2 separate regions of the Mus musculus genome follow, and region 2 is linked to region 1. Evidence: chromatin contacts called from public promoter capture Hi-C data. All regions are on one chromosome and are shown on one strand. The core of a region is the stretch at or near the end of the contact, and the rest is flanking DNA. Distances in the headings are between cores, read along the strand shown. Region 1 holds the start of Lgr5 (leucine rich repeat containing G protein coupled receptor 5). Region 2 holds the start of 4930579P08Rik (RIKEN cDNA 4930579P08 gene).

The links. Promoter capture Hi-C pulls out the DNA fragments that hold promoters and counts their contacts.
Region 2: a contact with region 1 is called in a promoter capture Hi-C map of liver, with 4 times the contacts expected there. The contact joins the promoter of 4930579P08Rik here to the promoter of Lgr5 in region 1. A contact is called at or near these places in 2 of 39 promoter capture datasets (hippocampal neurons and liver).

What each region holds. Positions count from the first base shown.
Region 1 is chr10:115,583,073-115,590,273 of GRCm38.p6, forward strand. It overlaps Lgr5 (leucine rich repeat containing G protein coupled receptor 5), which reads right to left and starts at 4,708. Exons shown (of 18, transcript NM_010195.2): 1 at 4,210-4,708. The coding sequence starts at 4,421.
Region 2 is chr10:116,724,277-116,732,067 of GRCm38.p6, forward strand. 4930579P08Rik (RIKEN cDNA 4930579P08 gene) reads left to right here and starts at 4,977. Exons shown (of 3, transcript NR_131036.1): 1 at 4,977-5,176; 2 at 6,717-6,854. It overlaps 1700030O20Rik (RIKEN cDNA 1700030O20 gene), which reads right to left and starts at 4,901. Exons shown (of 3, transcript NR_045345.1): 1 at 4,801-4,901.

The DNA of each region.
Region 1 (7,201 bases), core at 3,458-5,957:
ATTGTCTGAAACTTAACTCACCATTTAAAAAGTATTTCAACTAATTTAGCCAATTAGCATCAATATTGCTCCCATAACATAATCTCTACTGGACTCTTAACCCCCAATACTGGAGAAGACAGACTTCGTTACAATGCAGAAAAGTTATGGGTCTTCTCCCTTAAACAAAATATAAATAATGCACCTGCCAAGACAAACGGTAGACATTTTGCAATTGGTCTAAATTGTAGGACACACCTATTAAGCCTTTTGGAACTATTTCTAAAGGGCAAACATTTTCTTTTGCTTAAAATGTCTGTCTCTGTTTGAAGAGAATCAGAAATGTTCAATTTTTGAAGAAGATTCTAAAACTTTTAAAAAATTTTTAACTTTGAAGTTGCATCTTACGTGTTTAAAACATATAAAAGTCTGAAGCCATACATGGTACAGCTGAGATTTTTCTGGTTAGTTATAAGTAACACCGGGTTTTACTAATTAGGTATAGAACTAAATTTTGTTTCAAAATACCATATGGAGAAGCAACCAAATCCCATAAATATAAAGGTTCTTGTGATTCTCTTTGTCCCTACAGCCCATGTTTGCTAAGGGATGGGATATACATCTAAAGGAAAAGTTTAGTTCTCATTTAAAAGGAAAATAAGTAGTGGACTATTTTCCAAATTTTTTTCCATATATTACTATGTAGTGGACTATATGGAAAAGCAAGTAACTATATTAGCCTGCCTGGGTTCCACACTAACTAGACGATGAAAACATAAACTAGCGTGCAGAAGTCTACTTCTATGACCCTGTTTGAAAACTGCCACATTGGATGGACTAAAAGAACTCAGCCTAAGATTAGCTGCCCGACCCACTTTGCCTCTGACCGCTCACACAGTGGTTGTCTACTTTCTGTTTGAACTTCTGTGTGTGCCTTATTTTCTGCAGAGTGAGCCTTACAACCTAAGCAATGGGAGTGGACGAGGGAGGTAGAGAAGAAGGAGGAGAGGAAGATCTAAAGGAGAAATTTCCAGTTTTCAATGATGTTCAGTGGTCCAGCTATAGGTTACTGGGGAAGAATGCAGGCTTAACGTGACTGTAGAGGCTGCCTTTGGATTTACGTTCTCTGGGAATAGAGGTTATAAAATGATGCACAATGTCCACGCCTTTTATGAAGAGGGATAGGAAACCTTTACCTATGATGATTATTAGTCAGTTATCAGATTGTGGCTAGTCTATCTGGCAAGTGTTTACAGCTGGAACTTGGTATACAATCTGTTTGTAAAACACAGCACAACAAAACATTTATCCTTTTACTTTAGAGGTCTTGGGAGATACCATTTAGACTAAATGAATGGTGATACCCTACTGCAAACAGTCTAAGACAGCTTTCTAGGCCATTCACCTATGGATCACGACACACTCAATTACTGCTTTGCGCCAGGGTGGTGAGATCATAATTTTAATGCTCCATTAAAAAGTTTCAAAAAACGTAGTTCTTAAAACAAGAAATCACATGGTTATTTACTTGAATGTGAGTAAATAAAAAATCCCCATGTACAGTGGTTCGCAACAGGTGGGCCGCAGCCCCACCGGCAAACCTCTGTCTCCGAAAGAATGTACACTACGATTCATAACAGTGGCAAAATTGCAGTTATGAAGTAGCAACAAAAATAATTTTGTGGTTGGGGGTCGCTACAGCACGAGAAACCATATTAAAGGGTCTCAGCCTTAGGAAGGTGGAGAAGCGCTCGGTTAGGAATTGACATCCGACGCAGAAATGTTCAGGTAATACTAGGGGGAACCAAAAGAGGGCGTCACTTACTCCTAAGTCTGCGGAGAAGCCCCTCGAGGTGTCAAACACAAATCTTCAACCCAGGGTGAAGGACATACCGCCACTGCTCCTGGAATTTTGTGCCGAGGAGGAGGAGGAGGAGGAGGAGGAGGAGGAGGAGGAGGAGGAGGAGGAGGAGGAGGAGGAGGAGGAGGATCAGGAAATCACGTTAAGAAGGACAGGCAGGTTCTTCACAGGACAGTTTCCTATATCCAGTCCTCACCTCTCCAGAAACGTGAGCCCTGAGAGGAGCCTACCAGTGTAGACACTCTGAGTTTAATGTTACGGAAGGCACAGAGAGCCCCTTTCCTTAGACACGGGGTGCAGAGTGTCATCAAGTAGCATCCTTCCTAATTGAATTCTAACTTTCAGAGATTGTCTATAGTGAGGGACAGAAAGCAGTGGCAGTAGGTGGCAGTAACTTCTGAGACAGAGAAGGCAGGATGCAATTAGATACATCTGATGTATATGGGAAATCGCGTTTAAAAAAAAAGAATTTTAGGCTTTTGGTAACATAAGCCCAACAAATGTTCATTCCTTCACGTGGGAGGAAAAAAAAAGTAAGCCGGACACTTCGTCAACGTGTTTGCATATTTTGTAATATGTTATATGATATGTTTGCAATGTGTGTGAGGGGGGCTGCTCACTGCACTTGTCTATAGTCAAATTTCCGCAGCGTTGGGGGTGGGGGTGGGGGATAGCGTAGTCCCTAAAAGAGAAATCACCAAGCTGATCTCAGAAACAAACTGGAGAACACATTATCCCTCGAATTACTGAAGTTAGCGGTTAAACTAGGGAGGCTGGGGGGAAGGGAAGCGTATTAAAGTCTGTGGTAAGACAGCTGTTCCGAAGGAAATGTAAATTCGGAGAGAACGCTTGTTTCCCAGAGCAGAATTCCATCCCTAAAAAAATTATCACCGCATGTAATGATTTCAACTGAAGGGAAACCCGGTGGGGAAAAATTATGTTCTATCCAGTCAAATAAGAGTGACCTGAATAGTTTCACGGAACACGGAGGTGCCCAACACGGAAACCTAGGAGGCTGGTCTCTTTCTTAAGTCACAATATCAAAACAGGTCGAACGATATTTTCTGTTGCTCATTGTCTCCAGAAGAAAAACAAAACAAAACAACCACTCACTGCCTAGCAGGGGAACATTGTGTAAGCCTGGTGTTTCTTCCCGCAAAACTCCTAACCAGAGGGGGGGAAAACCGAACTCACAACCATTTCAGTCAACTCCTGCCAAGGTAACATCAGAGAAAGCCGAAACTGGGAACACAGGGTTTGGAATGGGCTCGGCGAAATGTCTTGATTTTAAAAAAAATAAAGACCACAAATTTATTTCACCTCATAGTTAGGAGATCGGGTTACCTCAAGGTGGCCTGACCCTGGTCTCTGGGCCCCAAGGAACCGAGCTTCAGATTTGAAGGAGAGTCGGGAGGAGTACTTATCTCGGTCCCACAGAGATGAGTCGCTTCTGAGTCACCTCATCTAACCCACCACCTGTCACCCTCCCGCCTGGGCTTCTCAGAGACCACATTATTAAGGAACCGCAGCTTTGGTTCCACGGTCGGGGATTTGGACGCCATAGCAGGAGCAGAAAAGCTAGGACAATTCCCAGGGGCCGATAGAAAGCTCCAGGTCCCCCTTTGGATGTCAGCGGCGCCCCTGTTTACCCGCCCGGCTGCCTTCAGCCCACTTCCCTTAGCTGCGGCGGGGGAGGAGATGGTTAAAGATTACAATGTGGCCGGCGGCACTTCAAAGGGCGGTTCGGCCAGCCAAAGGTAAAGATAACGTTCTGGCAGCTCTAATCGGGGGTTTGTGGTTGCCACATTTTAATCACTTTGTTTAAAAAAAAAAAGGAAGAAAAAAAGAAAAGAGATTTCACCACACTCCAGTGTGTGGGGGGGGCGGTGTGTGCAGAGCAGCACCCCCCCGGGGGGGGGGTTGAAGAAGTTGTGTTTCTCTTGCAGGGAAAGTTTTTCAGCCCAGACGCAGAGGTCGCGCCTGTGAGCAATAGGACAGCCTGCCCTTGGGTCCCAGGTCCCTGAGCACAAACCCCCACTCAGCACACAAATGCGCACATTCGGAGGGACTGGTCCTGCGTCCTGCCAGGCGCGGCACTGCAAAGCAGCCTGCGCACCGGCTCTCTGCCCCAGTGCGCTTTAAGCTCCTTCTCCCAGGGTACAGAAAGCTAGGCTCTGCTCTGTCAGAGAGAGAGACACGTGCCTTTCTCTGGAGGCACAACAGGTCTGGTCAGAATGCCCTTGGCAAACTCGCCTGCCCCCTCCGGAGCAGGCGTGTGCCTGTGGGGAGCCCCAGCCGAGGTTTCCCACCTATACCCCATCCCTTTTGAGCTCGGTGCCCGCAGCGAGGCGGGGGGGGGGGTCACTTACAGGTAGGAGGTGAAGACGCTGAGGTTGGAGGGCAGCTCCGAGAGCCCCAGGTCCGAGCAGTCCACCCTGAGCAGCATCCTGCCATCCAGCTCACAGTGACAGTGTGATGGGCAGCCCCGCGGTATCGCATCTGGTCCCGGTGAGCTGCCGGCGGCCACCAACTGCAGCAGCGCCAGCAAGGACAGGAGCATGTGGACGCAGGAGGTGTCCATGGTGCCCGAGACTGGGAGCAGAGAGCAGGGAGCCTGTAGAGGGCAGCGCCGGGGCTGATGCAGAACCGAGGCGCTCCGGGCTCTTCTCCACCGGCTTCTGCAGCTCACCAGACGTCTGCAACCCCAATGGGCGTCTGCCGGGTCGTAGCCCCGTGGGGACCGCGCAGAGAATCGTGGTCCCACCGGCCTCGGGAGCCCTCTCTCTGAAGTCGCCGCAGTGGCTGTGAGCGTTGTTGCTGCTGCAGGCGGTCTGAGCTGTGTGCAGCAGCATCTCCGCTCGCACGCTCCTTTTTTAAAGCGCTCCAGCCAAATTGCGCGCCCAGTGACGTCAGCGCAGCCCTGCTTTCCAGGCACCCCGAGCCCGGCCTCGCTTTCCCTCCTCCCTCCCACCATCCCTGGACCCGGCTGCGCGGGCGGCTGGCAGCCTGAGGTCTTGGGGAGTGCTGGGCGCTTCCAATGGGTGGGTACCTGCACCCAGCGTCCCGGGCCCGGCAGGGGTCCCCCACCTGCACCCATCCTCTACAGTTCCTGGGTACCCGCGACTGAGATGTGAAAGCTAAAGGGGACTTGCTTCAAAACAACCTAAGGGGACACTTAGGGACTGAAAGATAACACAGGCTTTCTCTGGTCCATGTCAGATAACCTAGGGGGATGCATGCAGTGCTTGTTAAAAGGACCAAAATCTGATCCGAAAGATTGGCATCACAGAAGGAGAGCAGGAGTCCCCCGGGAAGATGGGTGGCCTTTTTGATCCTTCCATCAGGGCGCTGTCTGGCTCCCTCTTGCTCAACTATCAAAGCCTCAAAGAAATCGCTAAACAAATAAAACTAGTAAGCTGGTACTCCAGGGTCCTCCCAATTCACCCTGGACCAGGGAAGCAAACTGGCTTTAAAAAGGCAGCGGCCTCGGGGTGGGGGTGATATTCTCACGCTGTTCACTTGTGGAGGGATCTTAAAACCAAGAGCCACCCCACTCAGGTGAGTCTCCTAGGCCTCCTTTCAGACACCTTGGAAGAACACTAATGAAAGAAGGAAGTTCTTACACACCAACAGGGAATTCTGCTGGGAAAAAGGATGAGAAGAAAGAAGAACCTGAAGATTTGGTTCTCCCTCCCCCCCTCCATTCTTCTCTCCCTCCCTCTCACTCTCCCTCCCTCCCACCCTCCCTCCCTCCTCTTCCCTTTTTCCCTCCCCCCCTTTTGGAACTAGACCTCAGTGAAGTAAAAGTCGACCACACCTGAGCGAACAGCTGTGGATTTCAGGCCAAGCCTACTTTGCCAACTTTCCCCTCTGGACCACAGGAAGTCCGGTAGCCCTTTGGCATTCAAGTCCACCTAGATTTGATTCTTAGTCTGTCCAGTGGAATTTATCTGAGAAACTGAATTTTAAAAGCAGGAAGACTTTCCTTTATGTGACATATTTATCACCTTTTAGTCCTAGGAGTGGTTCCTAAACTTGCCTCTTCACCTGCCTGATATAGCCATATACGGATACATGCATATTTATGAACTTATATTATTTCATTTGAACCTATAGTCCGAGTATGGATTTTTGTTGGGTGAGGCCTGTTTTCAGTAAGTTTGTGTTTCTCCTTGATAAGGTTTGGGGGACGGACACACACACATGCACACACACACACACACACACACACACACACTTGCAGAGCGCAGTCATGGTCTTTCTCATCTTATTCATTTATTAAGGGAAGAAATCACAGCCTAGGATCTGGGAAGAGTAGTTCCATGGAGAACCATGCCATGAGTTAGACTTGGTTTCTGGGAAGCCAATGCATTCCCCTCACTGTGTTCTTTCCCTTACCTCCTCTCTCATTCACAATACACCCACTGCGCCTGTCCTCTGCCCACTCTCACTGGTTTTTGTCTTTTTCAGCCATTCCATCCACACTTAGACAATGCTGACTCATTACCTATTTTCCTTCCATTTAAAAAAATGGAACTGGAGACTCTCACTCTTTCTGTGGATTGCATGGGTACCTGTAGGGATACAATCGGAGATGTCTGCAGTGTCCTAGACCTTAGTTACCTTTCTTTACTCAAGGATCATTTATCTCAAGTGTTTAATCAACTTTAGCTTGATCCCTTTGAGGGAAGGGTCTAGGCATGCAGAAATGGTTGTGCCCACAATCTGTTTAAAAGCACCAAACAACGCCCTTTGATGTCAGTGTTACCCAAAGGAGCATAGCGTTGCCGTGGAGTGGGTCGGGTAGAACTGCATGTGAATCTAGATTCTTCCAGCTTCATGGTGCTTGATCGCAGACCCCAAATGAGCCAAGTCTCAGTAACCATTCCGGTAAAGTGGTGGAGGTGTTATTTATCTTGGTTGTTCTAGATGTTACAGTGTCTGGAACTTGGCCCATGCCAAATTTACAAGCCATCAGTGATTTTCCTCTTCTTTCTTTTTTTTTTTTGGGGGGGGGGGCAGTGTTGAAGCTTGTTAACACACGAAGTTGGGGCAGAAAAGTTTCTGATTTGATAAAACAGGAAGACAGATATGTCAAATAAAGATGGGGGCATCAATTACATCGTCCTTCTATTTTTCTTTTCCCCTTCTTCCCCCTCCCTTCCTCTCTCCATTTTGCATATTCAACATTTACCTCCCATTGGTAAGAATACTCCATAATTCTCCTTTTGGAGCTGCCTCCCAGACTTTGAATTGGTCAGCCTTATAGCTGACCCCAGGAGAGTGGCCTGGGTCTGATTGGAGGATTGTTGTGGATCCTGGAGTCAGAGGACCCTCACTCTGACTCCATAAGCTCTAAGA
Region 2 (7,791 bases), core at 3,727-6,226, 1.1 Mb after region 1:
GAATGGTTTCTTTGGTTCTGAATTCTTGTAGTCTATATCAGAATAAGTCATTTTTAAAGAGTTAATTGGAAAAAGAAACAGAATTAGTTGAATGACATAGGATAACGTTGTCTAAGGACAAGCTTGAGGATTGTCTAAATTGTCTACAGTTATGATGACTAATTTAATCATTGTTTGTTGGGAGCTATTAAGACAACTCTATTGTCTTGATCTCCGAATTGGGCCCCCCCCCCCAAGAAGAAAAGGGGGTCAAAAGCGGGCCACCGACGCACCATTCTGAGAACAACCACAGAATGTTCCAGCCCTAAGTCAGCGCCAGATGTCCTGACCACACCCTGATACCACCAAGTTCCTGCTTCCCCGTGTAGTTGCCAAAAGAAAAATTTCTGCTGCCCCATCCCTCTTGCTGAGAAGTACTTCCTCCTTTGCTTGTGCATTTAAACCTTGAGCCTTGCTGAATACAGTGAGACCTTGATGCTAATCAGACTGCTTCCATGTGTCGTTCATTGCACTTGGTTCTCGTCTCTCCCTCCCCCTATTTGGTTCTTAGGAGAAAGTCCCCTCGAGACCCTCAAATAACTGGACCTGCTGGACGGGTCAATTGTTGCTACGGATAATCAAATCATACTTCCTTAAACAACTTTTTATGAAACTCAGATCAGTGACTCCAACATTCTCACATAACATAATGCAAGGATCTTCAAACTTGATTCTTATGTGCTAGGAGTGATAGCAGAACAATATTTTAAAAGCTTTCTCTTTATGTAATTAGGCCATTATGTTTCTATAAGAGCAGGAATGGTGCTTGTCCAGCAAAAACACTGCAACCCATAACACACATAATACATGATTGTTTCAGGCTGCATTCAGTGCTGTGACATTCTGCATAGTGCAAGGTGCACAACACACACTGTATGTCCAGAACTAAGGCTGCAGCGAGGTCACATGATACCACACGGGCAAGGGCTGCAAAATCCTATCTTCATGGCGTGACTCAGTCATTACAATTATGATCTCATAGCAGCTATGGTTGCTTGCACAAGATGGGGCCTGTCAAGCAGCCAATATGAACATGGAGGGGCTCATGAGACTTCACCCCTCCCTGTTGAACTATTTATGACTGATAGACTCTAGGGCTGGGAAGTCCTTGTCTTCAGCTATGGACCAAATCTTGCTCCCATTGAGCACTATTGTCTAGCTCCAAACCGGTGGCCATAGGCAGGGTCCTAGTTAAAATCAGTGGGTCATTTAAAAAAAGCAAAAAGATGTGGGTATAGAAAGGGGACCTGTGGGGAGGATGGGGGTAATGGCAGGGGTGAGCAGGAAATGAGGAAAGGGAGGAGGTGAGAGTGAATGGAATGCCCTGTATATGTGTATGAAAATCAATTAAATTTAATCAATCAAAAAATAGAGGTTTTTTTGTTGTTGTTGTTGTTTTGTTTGGTTTGGTTTTTTGGTTTTTCGAGACGGAGTTTCTCTATAGCCCTGGCTGTCCTGGAACTCACTTTGTATACCAGGCTGGCCTCGAACTCAGAAATCCACCTGCCTTTGCCTCCCGAGTGCTGAGATTAAAGGCGTGCACCACCATGCCCAGCTGAGTTTTTTTTTTCCCCTAAGGTTTTATCACCCTCTTCATAGAATCATCATCTTTCCTATTTCCATTGCATATGTTAAGAACAGCACTAGATAACGTTAGAGACATTTAATCAACCATCCAACATAATTTAGAAAGCTCATGACTTCTCTTTCACCTGACTAAATGTGAGGAAGACGTGGATTTTTTTCATCTGAGATCCACTGACCTTCCTGATCTTGGCTTTAGGGGAGTTTTTGGCCATTACTTACTTGAGCACCTTTCCTCTGCCATGCTGTTCCCCCTCCCTTGCCCCGCCCTGCCCTGCCCCCACCCCGCCCTGCCTGCGGAAGTCTACTGTACCAAGGTTAAATCTGTCACATTAGGTCACATTACATCCAGATAGCTAGGGCTCCCTGTTGCTCAAGTTATGCAACTTCTGCTTTTCCCATCTCGAGTTCTCAAACATTTTCCTATGTTCTATTCATTCAATTATTGATTATATCCAGTAAGTATTTAAAATTGTTTCAGTTCTATTTTTAATGGCACACTGTGATACATGTATCAATGGGGTATAGTATAGTGTTTTAATACATAAGTAGGTACTGATCAGGACTGGATAACTGGCAGAACCATCACCTCAAATATTAATTTACCTTTTTGCTGGGAATATGCTATTATTTTGAAATATTCAGTGAATTGCTGTCACTATGGCTATCCCATAGAACTTACAATGTGCTATCGTGCTATAGAACATTGGATGCTGCCTCTACTCAGGGTCACCCCTGTACCAGTTAGGAATCCTCTGTGTCCTGTCCAGTGTCATCCAACCTGCCCAGGCTTTGTTAACCACTATCCTAGCCTTTGCTCCTTTGAGATCAGCTTTTCAGCATCCATGTTTAAATGAAAGCATTTGTCTTTCTATTACTGACTTAGTTCACTGGGTGACCTTTGGTTCCATGTTGCTGCCCACAGCAGCTTTTTCACTTTTTCATGATTGAGTAATATTCCATTGTGTATATGACGTTCTTCACTTTGTCCATTTCCTGGTGGACATTTAGCTTGATTCCATGTCCTGGGTATTGTGAATATTGCCACAGTAAACATGGCAGCGATTTCTCATTCACTTGTTAGTCTCAGTTCCTTTAGATGTGCTGTGGGTAGTGGGACCTGCTGTGTCACACAATGTAATGGTGGTATTTATTAATTTTTACTAACAGTGTGTGTATGGGACTCGCCTTTCTCATCCACCAATGTTCATTCTTTTCTGTCTCTTTGGGGGAGGGAGGTAACCTTTCCAACTAAGGTGACATTTCATTGTGGTTTTGATTTGCTTGTGATTAGTGAGGCTGGGTACGTTTTCATGTAAGTGGTCATTTGTATTTTGTTTTTAAAATTGTCTATCTCATTTTCATATTTTTAATTAACAGGGTTTATTTTTTCCACTTTTTCAGTTGTAAGGTTCCCCTTCTTCCTCTTCCTCCTTTTCACTTCTCTCAAACTTTCTGCTGTGTTTGTTTTCTCGTTAGCTCGTAATTCCCTGCTAAAGCAATTTCCTGGTGGCTGCTTTAAATTCCTGTCAGATGGTCCCTGTCCATCCCATCTCTTGTTGACTTTTGCTAAGAGCCTTTTCTATCTTCTCGGTTCTGGGTCTAAGTGACGTCCGTCATATGTGACATGCAGGGTGCAAGCTGTAAGCTTTAGCTTCCTCCCGCATCTCCTGTGCAGGACGTCATCCTGTTTAGCTTGCATTTGCTAAACGTGGACATCCAGTCCATCACACACTAAAAAGGTCTGTCCTGGCATGATTTCATTTTCCATACAAAGTTGCCCTCTCAGAAGCGCCGCGTTACTTAGCTAATGCTGTTGCCCGCTTCAAGCTCAGGTGCCAGGTGTTGGTTTACGCTCCCTGAATTTTGCCTTGTCATCTTTCAAGATCCACAGACATTTTCTATTTCTTCTGTTCCTCCTCTGCCACCAAGGGCTTCCAGTGAGTCAGTTTACCCTCCCCCATCCAGCTCAGCTAGACTTTTCAGTTAGAATTCCGACACCTTCCTGCTTTCGGAAAAACAAAGGCTCCCAGGGGCCTTGTGGCTCTCTCTCTCCAAGCGCGCACTTCATGAACTGTTTGGGACTGTGGGATTGCAGCTCAGTTTCTCTCTCCATTTTTCCACAGTCCTTGTTGCGTCTCCTTGTGAAGCCTGACTTGCTGGGGTTTGGGAGTGGGGCGCCGGGGGAGAAGAGGATGCCAACACTCACTTGAACAAGGGCTGCTCTCAGTCAGCTCGTTCAGATTACACCTCCAGTGAAAGATACTGAAAGTACTGGGCATTCTCCTGCCGTGAGCTTTGCGGAAATGATAGGCTGGCAACCCAAGAGAATAAGTTCAAGGCTAGCTTCACACGGGGACTGTAGGCTGCAGAAAAGTGCCGGCAGCTTAGGAATGAAGGCTGAGGGCAAGAAGGGCCAAAAACTCCAAGCGCACAAACTCCGCACACCCCAAAAGATCTGAGAGAGTATTAGAAAGACAAACGCGCCCCTTCTAGCTAACAGATGAGAACACACAGCCAGCCGGACCCGTTGGGAGGGAAAAGCGACCTGTGGCTGCTGTAGGTGGGAGAAGAAAAATCAGGAAACAACTTCAGCTTGAAAGAAGAGATGTTAGACACAAAGTAGTAAGACTAGCAGACGGTTCAGCGGCCAATCACACTGCTGCTTCCTTCAGTTTAAGGGGAAAAGGAAGTTACCCAAAGATGTTGTTTGCCCAGAATAAGAATTATAAGAGTATTGTATATTTATTTATTTTAGTTATTTTCAAACTGAACAAAGCGATACTTTCATCATCAGAAAGAGATGTTGTAATTGTGTTCTCTGTAAGAAATGTCTAGATTCTCTCTTTTTCTTTTTTTGACTTAAGCCCGGTGATGCACGTTTCTGTTTGTAGTTCATAAAGATCCTTTCTGTCTTTCACACTGACTAGTGGAGCCCTCAGAATGAACCCGTGGCCTCCATAGGGAAAGGGAAGCCTTTTCCACGGGAGGTTGGTGCTACAGGAGACCCCCTCCCATCTAATTGGCCTTGAAGGTAGTGTGTTGTTCAAGGTGAGCCTGCGCCTTACTCCTGTGGGAACCTGCTTTAGCTGGGCTTCCCTCTTCAGGCTGTCCCTTACCCTGCGGGTGGCCTAATAAATACAACTCCTTCATGGAACCTGACCCACCACCTCATACCTGTTTTCAGGCTGGCTCTGTGACAGAAACTGGAGAGGGAGGAGGAACGGGAAGGAATTGCCAGAGCAGGACTTGAAGAGTTAGGTAGACCAAGCTAGGAGGCGGGGGTGGGGGGTGGGGATAGGGGGGTGCGGGGGGGGGGGGGGTGGTGGGATGAGGCGGTTGGCTCCGCGCCTGCGCTGTAGAGGTCCAGGTCTGTGTACACAGGATGTCTGCAGCCTGGTCCAACAGCTGTCTATATCTCAGACCCAGTTGTGCCTTCTGCTCCTTGTTTTGCCTTCTCTTTGCTTGTAATGGCGAGCTCCCACACACACTGTGAAGGACTCTTTAGACCAGATTGTCTGTCTTTCTGCTCAGCAGCTCCAGCTGCCCGAAGGTGGGATGAACCTGTCTGCTCTGGAGCCAAAACTAGACCATCCCTCTCCCAAAATTTGCATCCTAAGGAGAAGCCTCGCAGCTTGGTCTCAAATAGAGTATAATTCTATGTATTCTTAGAAAGGGGGACACCCCACCCCACTCCCACCCCAAGCCAGGCCTGATAGTCTTGATTGTACGTTTTTTTTTTCCTTTAATTTTTTTTTTAATGAGTGCTTTAACTGAATGTAGACCTGCATATCAGAAGAGCAGAAGAGGGCATCAGATCCCATTACAGATGGTTGTGAGCCACCACTTGGTTGCTGGGAATTGAACTAAGAACCTCTGGAAGAGCAGACAGTGATCTTAACCGCTGAGCCAGCTCTCCATCAGATGTGGGGACTTGTAATCTTAGCTACTTGGAAGGCTGAGGCAGGGGGATTGAAAGTGCCAGATCTGCCTGGGCTACAGAGTGAGTTTCGGGGTCAGCCTAGGTGACCTAGCAACATTGTCTCAAAATAAGCCCAAAAATCTGTAAAATCAAAAGGTGAAAAGAATAGGAATATCTCTCTGTGGTAGAGAGCTTGGCTCACACATCTAAGTCCCTGGATTCCATGGTTCCATTCGAGAGAGAGAGAGAGAGAGAGAGAAGGGGGGGGCAAGGTAGGGGGGAACTTCTCTGGAGGAGTGTGTGAATTAGAATTTAATAAACAGATGGCTTTCTGGATCTATGAAAGACAGAGATTACAATACCTACACAAAAGGCTTTTCGGGTGTGAAGTGCCACAGTGCACATAACTAGCCCAGTGCTACAGAGAGAGTGGGGGGGAGACACGAATGTATCACGTGAGAAACTCCTGTGAACACAGCTAAAGAAAATTCGTTCCCTTAGTGTCCTCTCTCCATTTAACAGCTTTTTCAGTCTCCCGTCCACGTGCCCTTCCCCCTCCCTGTTTCATCTCATTCTGCCTCTGTCTCCAAGCAATCGGGAGATGACAAGTGTTTGTGGAAAGATCCACACCCTGATTGGAACAGCTGCCTTCTCAAGTGGGCCTGACTCAAAGGTGCCCACAGGACAGTGAAAGAAAGGCACAGCAAAGGTTCCCCTCTGCCCAGTGGTGGAGCTCAAGACCAGCGAAACCAAGAAAAATCTTCCCAACTTCTTAGTCAAGTCGTGCTTGTTGAGTTGGGGTTCAGAAAAAGCTCATCACTGTAAATACACGGCCGTAGGAACTCATCAAAAACACTGCATGAATCTGAGTCTTTGTTCCCATTGGTACATCAGAAAAGCTATATGCCAGACTCAGAGAGAGAGACAGAGAGACAGAGACAGAGAGACAGAGAGAGACAGACCGATAGAGAGGAAGACACACACACTCAAATAGTAAGTGTGTATTGTGGTTGTGATTGTGTGTGTGTGTAAGGAGTGGAGGTTATCAGAGGGAAACTCAATATTAGTATCTACACTGCAAATTGCTGTATTGTAAGACAGACTCCATAAACTTGAGATATCAATTGAAGAGCACACCCATCATTTTATTGTTTCTGTCAATCAATTTTAGTACCCAGAAGAGGTCCTGAGACGCCATTGAAGTCACTGTTCCTAACACAGCAGCAAAGGAGAACAAACTTTACCCGCCACCTCTCTCTGCTGGCGTGTAGGACCCAGATATCAGAAGCACAAAGTCTAACTAAAGCAGGTGACTTCTCTCTGCTTATCCCACAGTTGCCACCGGCATGAGATGTATCTTTCTATATAATGGCCAGCTAGCTGCTCATTGATATAACGCCACCAGACTGGCAACCCAAGTGCCTTTCCCAGGGGTCACCTGCTTTGTGTTGTCTTGTCACCGTCACCATAAGGGTGGAGCAGTGACTGGGATAGTGACAGTAAAGCCACAGGAACAGGGCTGCTAGAGGGGAAAGGTGTTTGCCAGCAAGTGTGGGCAGAGACATCTGGCTCCTTCAAGGTAGCAGCTGTCCTGGGGCTTGAATGCCACTGGGACTGGGAGAGGGACTGGGAGAGGGACTGGGAGAGGGACTGGGACATTGCTGGATGTCCCATCCACAGCAGACACACGAGGGGAGTTTGGGCATTGCTTCTGGCTACATGGCTTAAGGGTCTTGTTCTGCTTTCTCACAAATTCTGAGTGAGGTAATGCCTCTAAAATTACTATTTTTCCACTTAAAACTCCAGTCCCTTTCCCTTGTCTCTCTGGGATCTCTCCTGCAATCATTAACAAGAACTCAGTGGGTAATAGGGCCAGGCATTGATTGCCTCGGACACTGATAGGAGAGACAATACCAAGATGCGGTATCACGGAGAATACACACTCAACTCAGGACTTTAGCTGCCTCTGCGGGGGACTGGAGGGGGAAGAGGGTTGCATGTGGACTCTTGTCATTTACCCCAAATTTCTACTTGCATTTTTTTTTAAATAAGAAGAATGGTCTCTGGTCCTGTTTATGCTTAAAATGGCGCAATAAAACACGGGAAAAAGAAAATGGCCCTAAGTGTAACACAAGAGAGCAGTACCCTCCAGCTCACTCTTGCCTCGGTTACATTCAGCTATGTTTGTTGTAAGCACTGCCTGCGGACTTACTTAGCCCAGCAACTCTCGATCTTCCTAATGCTGC